Linked DNA regions of Mus musculus: all the other regions are linked to region 2. A link is a contact called in public HiChIP or PLAC-seq and Micro-C data. All regions are on one chromosome and are shown on one strand. Each heading gives the region's core, a stretch centred on a gene start, on an enhancer-like site or on the middle of the called end of the contact. The rest is flanking DNA. Distances are from core to core; before and after follow the strand shown. Region 1 holds the start of Jade1 (jade family PHD finger 1). Region 2 has its middle 37 kb from the start of 1700052H01Rik. Region 3 has its middle 9.1 kb from the start of Gm40038.

Evidence for each region. A called contact is a pair of places that touch in the nucleus more often than the background predicts. HiChIP or PLAC-seq counts read pairs in DNA pulled down with a chosen protein or histone mark.
Region 1: an H3K27ac HiChIP or PLAC-seq map of trophoblast stem cells shows a contact between it and region 2, with 20 read pairs. The contact joins the promoter of Jade1 here to the enhancer-like site in region 2. A contact is called at or near these places in 2 of 39 promoter capture datasets (the 3T3-L1 cell line and neural stem cells), 1 of 15 datasets of contacts at CTCF or cohesin (the NIH/3T3 cell line), 10 of 115 datasets of contacts at active chromatin or transcription factors (the NIH/3T3 cell line, astrocytes, bone marrow-derived macrophages and 7 more) and 3 of 9 other capture datasets (adipose tissue, macrophages and pancreatic islet).
Region 3: a contact with region 2 is called in a Micro-C map of embryonic fibroblasts, with 4 times the contacts expected there. The contact joins two enhancer-like sites. A contact is called at or near these places in 1 of 15 datasets of contacts at CTCF or cohesin (the NIH/3T3 cell line) and 5 of 484 Hi-C or Micro-C datasets (the G1E-ER4 cell line, cerebral cortex, cranial neural crest and 2 more).

The regions. Positions count from the first base shown.
Region 1 is chr3:41,554,316-41,557,015 of GRCm38.p6, reverse strand. Jade1 (jade family PHD finger 1) reads right to left here and starts at 1,282. Exons shown (of 11, transcript NM_001130184.1): 1 at 1,197-1,282.
Region 2 is chr3:41,317,668-41,320,367 of GRCm38.p6, reverse strand. No RefSeq gene overlaps it. Among named protein-coding and RNA genes, the nearest start is that of 1700052H01Rik, 37 kb to the left of the region's middle. Within about 2 kb of position 1,432, at least 72 of the 459 cell types and tissues checked have an H3K27ac peak or open chromatin away from gene starts, as enhancers often do. A contact at or near this core is called in embryonic fibroblasts, embryonic limb bud, pancreatic cancer cells and 1 more, where this site is marked.
Region 3 is chr3:41,181,180-41,183,879 of GRCm38.p6, reverse strand. No RefSeq gene overlaps it. Among named protein-coding and RNA genes, the nearest start is that of Gm40038, 9.1 kb to the right of the region's middle. Within about 2 kb of position 1,394, at least 68 of the 459 cell types and tissues checked have an H3K27ac peak or open chromatin away from gene starts, as enhancers often do. A contact at or near this core is called in embryonic fibroblasts, where this site is marked.

The DNA.
Region 1 (2,700 bases), core at 33-2,532, 240 kb before region 2:
AGAACTAACTAGGAGTTAGGAGATAAAAGCTTTGAGGATAGCTAGGTCCACCACTTACTTGAATGTTTGTGAAGCGAAGGATCCCAAGTCTTGGTATGACGGCCACACAATTCACTCACTTTTTTCTGGGGTGGTGTGTGTGTGTGTGTGTGTGTGTGTGTGTGTGTGTGTGTGTGTTTAAGAGAGAGGCGGGAGGTGAAGGGGGAGGGGAAAGTGAGGGAGAGAGAGAGGGAGGAGGAAGAGGGAGGGAGGGGGGAGGGAGGGGGGAGGGGAGGGGGAGCGAGGGAGGGGGGAGGGGAGGGGGAGCGAGGGAGGGGGGAGCGAGGGAGGGGGGCAGGGGAGCTCCATCACGCACGTGCTTGCCTTCCTGAGCCATCTTGAGGGAAGACGCCCAGAACTTCCAGAATTCAAATTCTTTCCCGTGTTTGAAAGATACTGACTTCTAAGCTAAGGACAAGTGAGATGGATAAACCAGGCTCTTTACAGGCCTCCATTCTTCTGCAGAAAGGTCCCCACATGACTCCAACCTAGACCTCTAGACATCCAAGATACACAGAAAATACACAGGACGGGAGAGGAAGGGTATTGGATCAAGAGCTGGGCTTCAGGTCCTAGGTTCGAAGTTACCGCAGAGATTAACAGGTTGTGGGAAGCGGAGGAATGAAATAATTTGAAAGAATTAAGAATCCAGGGCTAGATTCAGCAGAATGAGCCGCTAAGCGTTATGGCTTTCCTGACGGAGTCTTTTGGGGTAGTTCCAAGATGGCTGAATCTGGAGTGGAAGCAGAGCTAGAGAAGCATGGGACAGGGGTGTAGCCCACTTGGTAGGGTGCTTGCCTAACAGGCCCCAAAGCCATCGCATGGCGCAGACCAGTCCCGCAGACCAGTCCCGTAAACTCACGCCTGCAATCCCAGTGCTCAGGGCCACCGAAGCTCCAATCCATCCCAACGTCAATGCTTTTTCCCTCCAGCTTGGACTACCAAAGATCTGGTCTCAAAATGGTGGGCGCCAAGGGAAAGGAAGGCAAAAAAAGGGCGGGAAGGAAAGCCCAGACCAGGGCGGACCGGCTTGAGATTTACGCTCACTGGTTCCAGGATATTATCCCCCCTACCTCAACTAATCCTGGAAGCCTCTGCCCTTCCCTCACCAGTGTCCCCCTTCTCCCCGAGACCTATCTCCAAGGTGGACCACCTACCTCAGCACTTTGAGTAGAGCCCCGAGTTTCCTCAGAGGTAGCAGGCGAGCGGACAAGGATGTCTTCTGCCTTCTAGAACCCAAAGAGCAGGTGATCTTCCGGGCAGGCTCTTTAGTCTGGTCTTGGGCATCACGTCACGGTGGGAGGAGCCGACCTTTCCACACGCCACAGCACCCACCCGCCCACCCCCAGGCTCTGACGCCCCTCCCAGCCTGCCTTTACCCCCGCCCGGCTGGCGCCTGGCCTGGCTGGCTGGCCACCGACTGCTTCCGGATACTTTTGAACACGACGACGTGGAGCAGAACGGCTCCAGAAGTTCTCCTCTCTCCATTTTGCGTACACCCACACTTTTTGAAAGACCAGTGGGTCACCCGCAGACAGATAATAAGACTGAGCTCACTTAGGGTTACTACTGCTGCGACAAAACTCCATGAACCCCCCCCCCTCCGCGCGCGCGCGCGCCCAAAAATAAAAATAAATAAAAAACAAGTTGGTGAGGACAGGATTTATTTGGTTTACAAGACCAAAATACTGTTTGTCCATCAAAGGAAGTCAGGACAAGAACTCAAACAGGGCAGGAGCAGAAGCAGAGGCCATGGAGAGAAGAAGTACTACGTAGTAGCGACTTGCTCGCTCAGCCTTCCACCCGCAAGTAGGCTGGGCCCGCCCCCATGGACCACTAACTGAGAAAATGCCTGTCTTGAAAAACCAAAAAAAAATGAAAAGAAAAGAAGGAGAAAGAGAAAGGAAAACGCCTTATAGCTGGATTTCAGGGCTACATTTCCTCAACGGATGCTCCTTCTTCTGTGATCATTCTAGCATGTGTTAGAAGTTGGCACACATTGTCCCAGCCAATACAACATTCTTCTAGGTAAAGGCTGGGACAGCCTCTTATCCTTAGATTGTTGGATCTCACCAAATTTGATACTGTTGTTCAGTCATACTCGTGCCTATCTTTTTAGATTTAATTTTGCTGTCTATGCTATGTAGTTCTTAAAAAAATAATTTTTATTATTATTTATTCTTTTTCCAGACAGAGTGCGCATGTGCCACAGCAGGCACGTGGCGGTCAGAGGACAATGTGCTGAAGTTGGTTCTTTCCTTTATCACGCGGGGCCTGACTTGGCAGAAAGTGCTTTTATCTGCTGAAGCATCTCCCTGGTTCGTTCCCCCCTTTCTTGAAATGTAGTCACCTGACTTCCACAACACGGACATTCTTCTGTTTCCTTCCCTACCTCTCCCTGCTGATTGTTTGCCCAAGCCTCACACATGACCAGTGTGGCATTTGGGAAAGAATCTAAAGAAGGAGTGAGTAATTTTAGTTGAGAAATTTTATAAGAAAAAAAGAATGTTTGGCTCACATGATTGATAATGGACACAAGAAAGATAAGGAAAGAAAACATCTGGTTGAAGATTATTAAGCTAGTCCGTCAGCCGGGCAGGTAACCCTGGCTTCCCAGAAGGAGCTGTAAATTACATCACACAAAAAAACACTCTGTCCCGG
Region 2 (2,700 bases), core at 183-2,682:
AAATTTGTGAGAACTCTTCTGATCTGCCTGGAACTCTTCCAATGGCTGACACTTTCGTTCATCTCCTGTGCTTCATGGACAGAACTCAAGAGGAAGGTACTGGTATTGTGGGATTAAAGAAGGCTGCTCTGGTCTGAGTACCTGGTAGTAATACCTAGCCACAGAAAGGGATTGTCAGTGTCATGTGACAATTCCACAACCCACCTTTTTTACAAGAGGCACTGAGATCACTGAGGGCAGTGTCCAGTTTGCTGAGAGGCACAGTGTACTCCGATCAGGGTTTCTTGTTTTTAGAACTATGGAAAGGTTTTCAAAGGTATTCTTGCTAGGTTTCCAATCTTGCCCTTTCAGATGTACCCAAATGGCGTTTGAAATCTCTTGTTTGTGGAGCGCAACCTCCAGGATGAGGTAATTAAAAGAAACCTATCAATCTGAAAGTTTTCTCTCCCATGAGTAAGTAACGTTGACATACTGTTCAAATAAACCCACAATTTGCCACAATCTGTTTTAGACAAGCCCCCCTACTTTAACCTCCAAATGGGAGAAGTGAAGAGTCTTTTCTTTTCTCGGTTAATCAACAGCATATGTTCAAAGATACTATCAGAGGCGTCTTCTGGGAAGAGCCCTACTCTACCCCCACAACAACCATGCAGTGAACTCAGGAGGAGACTCACCAAGAAATGAGAGTTAAAGCACACCAGCCTCCTGTATGGCAGAGGTCACCCCAGAAAGATGGCCCACTGCTCAGATAAACTCGAGGCTCTGCAGAGGCATACTGAAGAAGAAGCAGCCATCTGTGATTAACTCCAGTGTGTGTACCAAGCTGAGGCCACAGAGAGAGAAAGGAGCTGGGGTAAAGTGTGTGTGTGTGTGTGTGTGTGTGTGTGTGTGTGTGTGTGTGCACTCTCTTACACACAGCATACTGGCCTAGGGAACGCCCACCATCTGCACAAGGAGACCAGTTGCTCCCCCTTGGGAAGAGTGCTTGGGAGGCATCAATTTTCTCATTAAACCTATGAGTACACACAGTGGCAAAAGGCCAAAACAGTCCTCAGAAGCGTGATGTTTAAAAACATCTGTTAGGGGCATTGAGATCCTAAGGGGGTGGGGGGGTTGTGGGAGAGAGAGAGAGAGAGAGAGAGAGAGAGAGAGAGAGAGAGAGAGAGAGACAGACAGAGAGACAGAGAGACAGAGAAACAGAGACAGAGAGACAGAGACAGACAGAGAGACAGACAGAGAGACAGAGAAACAGAGACAGAGGGACAGACAGACAGAGAGACAGACAGAGAGACAGACAGAGACAGAGAGGGACAGAGAGGAAGGAGGAGGAAGAGGACAAAGAAAAGGAAGAGGACAACAAGGAGGAGGAGGATGACTCAGGGCCTAGCACTGTCATTGCCAGACTATGAGTCATAAAGCAGGTACGTCAGCTCCAATTGCCAGAATGCACTAACCTGAGCGTGGCTTTGCTAACACCTAAAGTCCATTTCATGGGAACCGAGCTTCAATAGCAAGCTGCTCACAGAACTTGAAAGGCTCTCCCAGGTCTCAGGATGCCAGGAGTCCTTTGGAATTTCGAATAGAAGTTTCTGACAGTAAAGGTTTACTGTAGTGTAAAGGAAATTATGGAGATTTCCCCTCTGAGCCTAAGAACTCAGTTGCTAGAGGCACCTGCAGGCCCAGGCAGGTTACTTGGCAATATCCCTTTAAACACCAAATTATGGCCTATTAGGCTGCTGCTTGAAGGCTTCCGTAATGTGAAACCCTGACAAATTCCCAAATAAAAGCCATAAAACCAACCATCTTTTAAAACCTGCATGACTGACACTGGGAGAATTACAGCAGCGTGGCAGGTCACTGTGAAATAAAACCACCATAAAGAAGCTTATGACGCTGTCATGGAGAAGGCAATTAGAAGGTGACTCTCGGGCTCTCAGATTGGCTCTTGCTCGTCCCACTGCTCCCTGGGTCCCACCTCCCCGCTGCAAGGTGGTTCAGTTTACAATGAGTGGTCGTTATAGCCCTTTCCCTTGCTCCACTTGAAAAAAAGCACTGAGATTTGGAATTTGACAGGAACCAGTGTCGCCCATGACAACCCTCCACCCCACCTGCAACCAAACTGGTGGAAAGGGTCTGGGTGTGCCATTCAACCAGTATGAGGTCTGGGTGTTTGAAGAGCTTTCATTTAGAGGAGATGATTTTTTTTAAAAGTGGGTATTAAGCAATTTGGTTGTGGATGTTTAATGCACAGACTACACATTGCAGAATGGGAGCCCATGTTTAAATGAGAAATGAAAAGCTCACACACTCTAGGCAAGCTGTAAGAGAACATTGAGGAAGGCTCACAGAAGTCAGCTGAGTAGCCACAGAGCCACATCGGAGGCAGAAACAGCTTGTTCCGAAGAGGCCTTAAATAAATGCTATGTATTATTTGCAGCATGTAAAACAGGCCTGCCTTTTAGTTAGCAGAAGCCATGACTCTCTGTGTTTGGGGTAAGCATGTTCGCGCTCTACTCCTAGCAGGGTTGCGCTAGCCCAGATGCACTGACCTGTCTCCCTCCCACACAGCTGCCCCAGGATAGGAATGTGCTTCTGATCCCATATCCACCGTAATAACTTGTCCTACCCAGGATAAAGCACCCCAAAGATGCCTGCACCCTAATCTTCAGACCCCATAAGTGAGCCAGCCACCTTATCTGG
Region 3 (2,700 bases), core at 145-2,644, 140 kb after region 2:
CCACACATGTGGCCAAAACCGTCTTATAATGGTGAGCACAGTTGATGCTGACGGATCGGACCACACGTTTGGCTCTGGGCTTTCTAGCAGCTGCTTTGAAGAAGAGAAAACAGTCACTTGCATCAATCACCAGGTCCACGAGATGAAAGTGCAGGAACAAAAAAAAAAAATGACTGTTTTCCTTTACGATGGCCAAATGAGAAGAGGACACAGGGACAATGAACGAAGCATCCTGTAACAGTTCCAAGAGCAAGCCTCGCGTGCTGTGACTTAGAGTGACTGACATTGACAGTTTTGCATCTAAAGCCAAGTCTGCATGTAAGCTAAACAGGGACACTACTGTCCAGTTTGACCAGTGAGGTGCTTGAGGTTCGGAGTGTTAGCTGACTTGCCCATCCACACCCATGAAGCTCACACTGGGATTTATGCAGCACCACCTGACCCAAAAGACTGAAACTCTCTGCATTCCTCACGCAGTGCCAACCCACATAACATGAGGAATCTCCCCCATCCATAGTTCCTCTCCTCAACCTTCTCGTGTACACACATTTCCCATTCAAAACCTTGGAAAACGGAACTCTGAGGAAGCAAAAGTATAAGCCTTCATTATAAGAGAAGAGACCCCCGCCCCCCTTAGCTTTGGGATGCCCTCTGTTCTAGCATCCATGCAGTCTAAGTGTTGGTTGAAGCAGAACGAGAGCTGGTGAGTTCCAGCTTGCAGAAGCAGCTGCCCCTGTGGGTGGTACCAAGAGCCCCGGGTCTTCCCGGCTGGTCTCCCACAGCTGGCAGGTGATGTCATCTCTGGCAGGGAAAGGTGCTCATGGGAAGAGGAACAGAAAGGCCTGTGGGAGGGCAGACGGGGTCATGCTGAAGGGGCTCGGGGGCAAACCCAAGGATCAGGGATTCATTTCTCATACTCAGCAGCCCATAGCCAGGGCAGTAAGCCAAGGAGCCCACATGTGGGGCAGGAAGAGCTAGCTAGGAGCACAGAGCTTTCCAAAGATGTGTTTGCACCCCCATCCCAGACCTACTGAATAAGGATCCCAGGTCAAGCTGACCTCAGATGGCTCAGAGAGGCAGAAACCTAAAACCTGTATCAAGATCAGCTCTTCACACTCTGTAGTATTTATTAAAACCTCTTAAACATCAGACTCCGGGCTAGCCACAGATGAGAGAGATAAACACAGACAAGACCTGGTTCTTAAGTGCACAGTTCACCAGAGGAGACAGAAGTGAAGAACTATACACAGAAACACACATAAAATTACTGACGTTTTCTCGTGCCCAAGCTGTCTACCACAGCTGCATCAGCTGAATTCCCCAGCTCCTGAGAAACTCAGTGCTATCCATCAAAAGGAGCGGTGTTCAGTAAGGCAGAACCTGAAAGGAGGAAAGCGCCCTCTGGTGGCCCTCTGAGTAGTGGCAACTGCAAGAGCCCCAGTTCTACTACAGTTAGTGGACCATGGCTCCAGGTTGGTGGCCAAAGTCTCAGAGTAGCCAGGAGCGGAGAGGATTTTGCTTTGCTTGAAGTGGCAGGTCAGTCCCACTCTTCCTTGTGTCTTTTGGTTTGGGGGTCATGTATCTGAACAGCTGTCACCGTTCTCATCTGTGCTATCACGTGACCGGTTCTGAAGCCAGGCTTCGCTCTAAGTCCCTGAAACTCTAGCACGGGGAAGACACAGCAGAGAAGCACTCAGCACACATATGGCTGAGAAGCAAACTAGCGGTGCTATCCCAACCCGCCCAGCTGTGCCCCGCTTTTTTATTTTTTGTAGGATCTTGGGAGCAGGACAAATAATCACACTCCCTAAGTCTCTGAAAATAAACGAGTTCTTAAAATATTTAAATATAATCTATGTCCTTCCTAAGAGTCTCTGTGAAAATAATATTCATAAGGGGTAAACTTTGTGCTTGGAGCTAAGCCTGGTATGGCTTAATTTGCAATAGAATAACATGTAAATTTATGATAATAAACTATATTATTTAAATGAAATTATAAAAATAAGAGTAACTCACTCATATTCAGTTTTCATGAATGCTGACACCTCTTGAAGAACATGGCAGCACGATTTGTATTCGGGCCTGGGTTGGAGCGTGATCCACGGGAATCCGGGAATGTTGGCTGGAAGCATGGACACAAGGAGCCCAGGCAAATCTCCTCCTTGTGGTATATTCAGCATTTCCTGCACATCCTGACCCAAGAAGCCATGAAAGAATCCACTCAGCACAGGCACCTGTGTTATGGGGCTGACACAATCACTCAGCAGCAGTTGTCGGAGGCTGTCAGGGATGCAGGATGTATCGAGAGGAAGCAGAAAGAGAGGACGTCTGAGGGTATGATGGGGGGCTTCGGGAGAGCGGGTAGAAAAAAGCACAAGGAAAAGCATCAAGAGCTGTTTGCAGCAGCTGCTTACTGTATGAAAACGTAAACAAACCAGCCAGCAGTGTCCAAAGGAAGCTTGCATTTTGAGACATCTTGATTCTGCCTCTAACTGAAGCTTGTGACATTCCTTCCTGAATGAAGAAATAACAGAGACTATGAAGTACATCTGCCAACGATGTAATACATCTGAGCTGGAAGACAGCAGCAACACACAAGCGAAGAGATGGTTGGCTGAATCACTCATCACTGGGCAGCCTGGTCCCTCACTGGATTCCACCTGAGGAGAGCCAAGAGTCGCTCTGTCCATGAGATCTGGC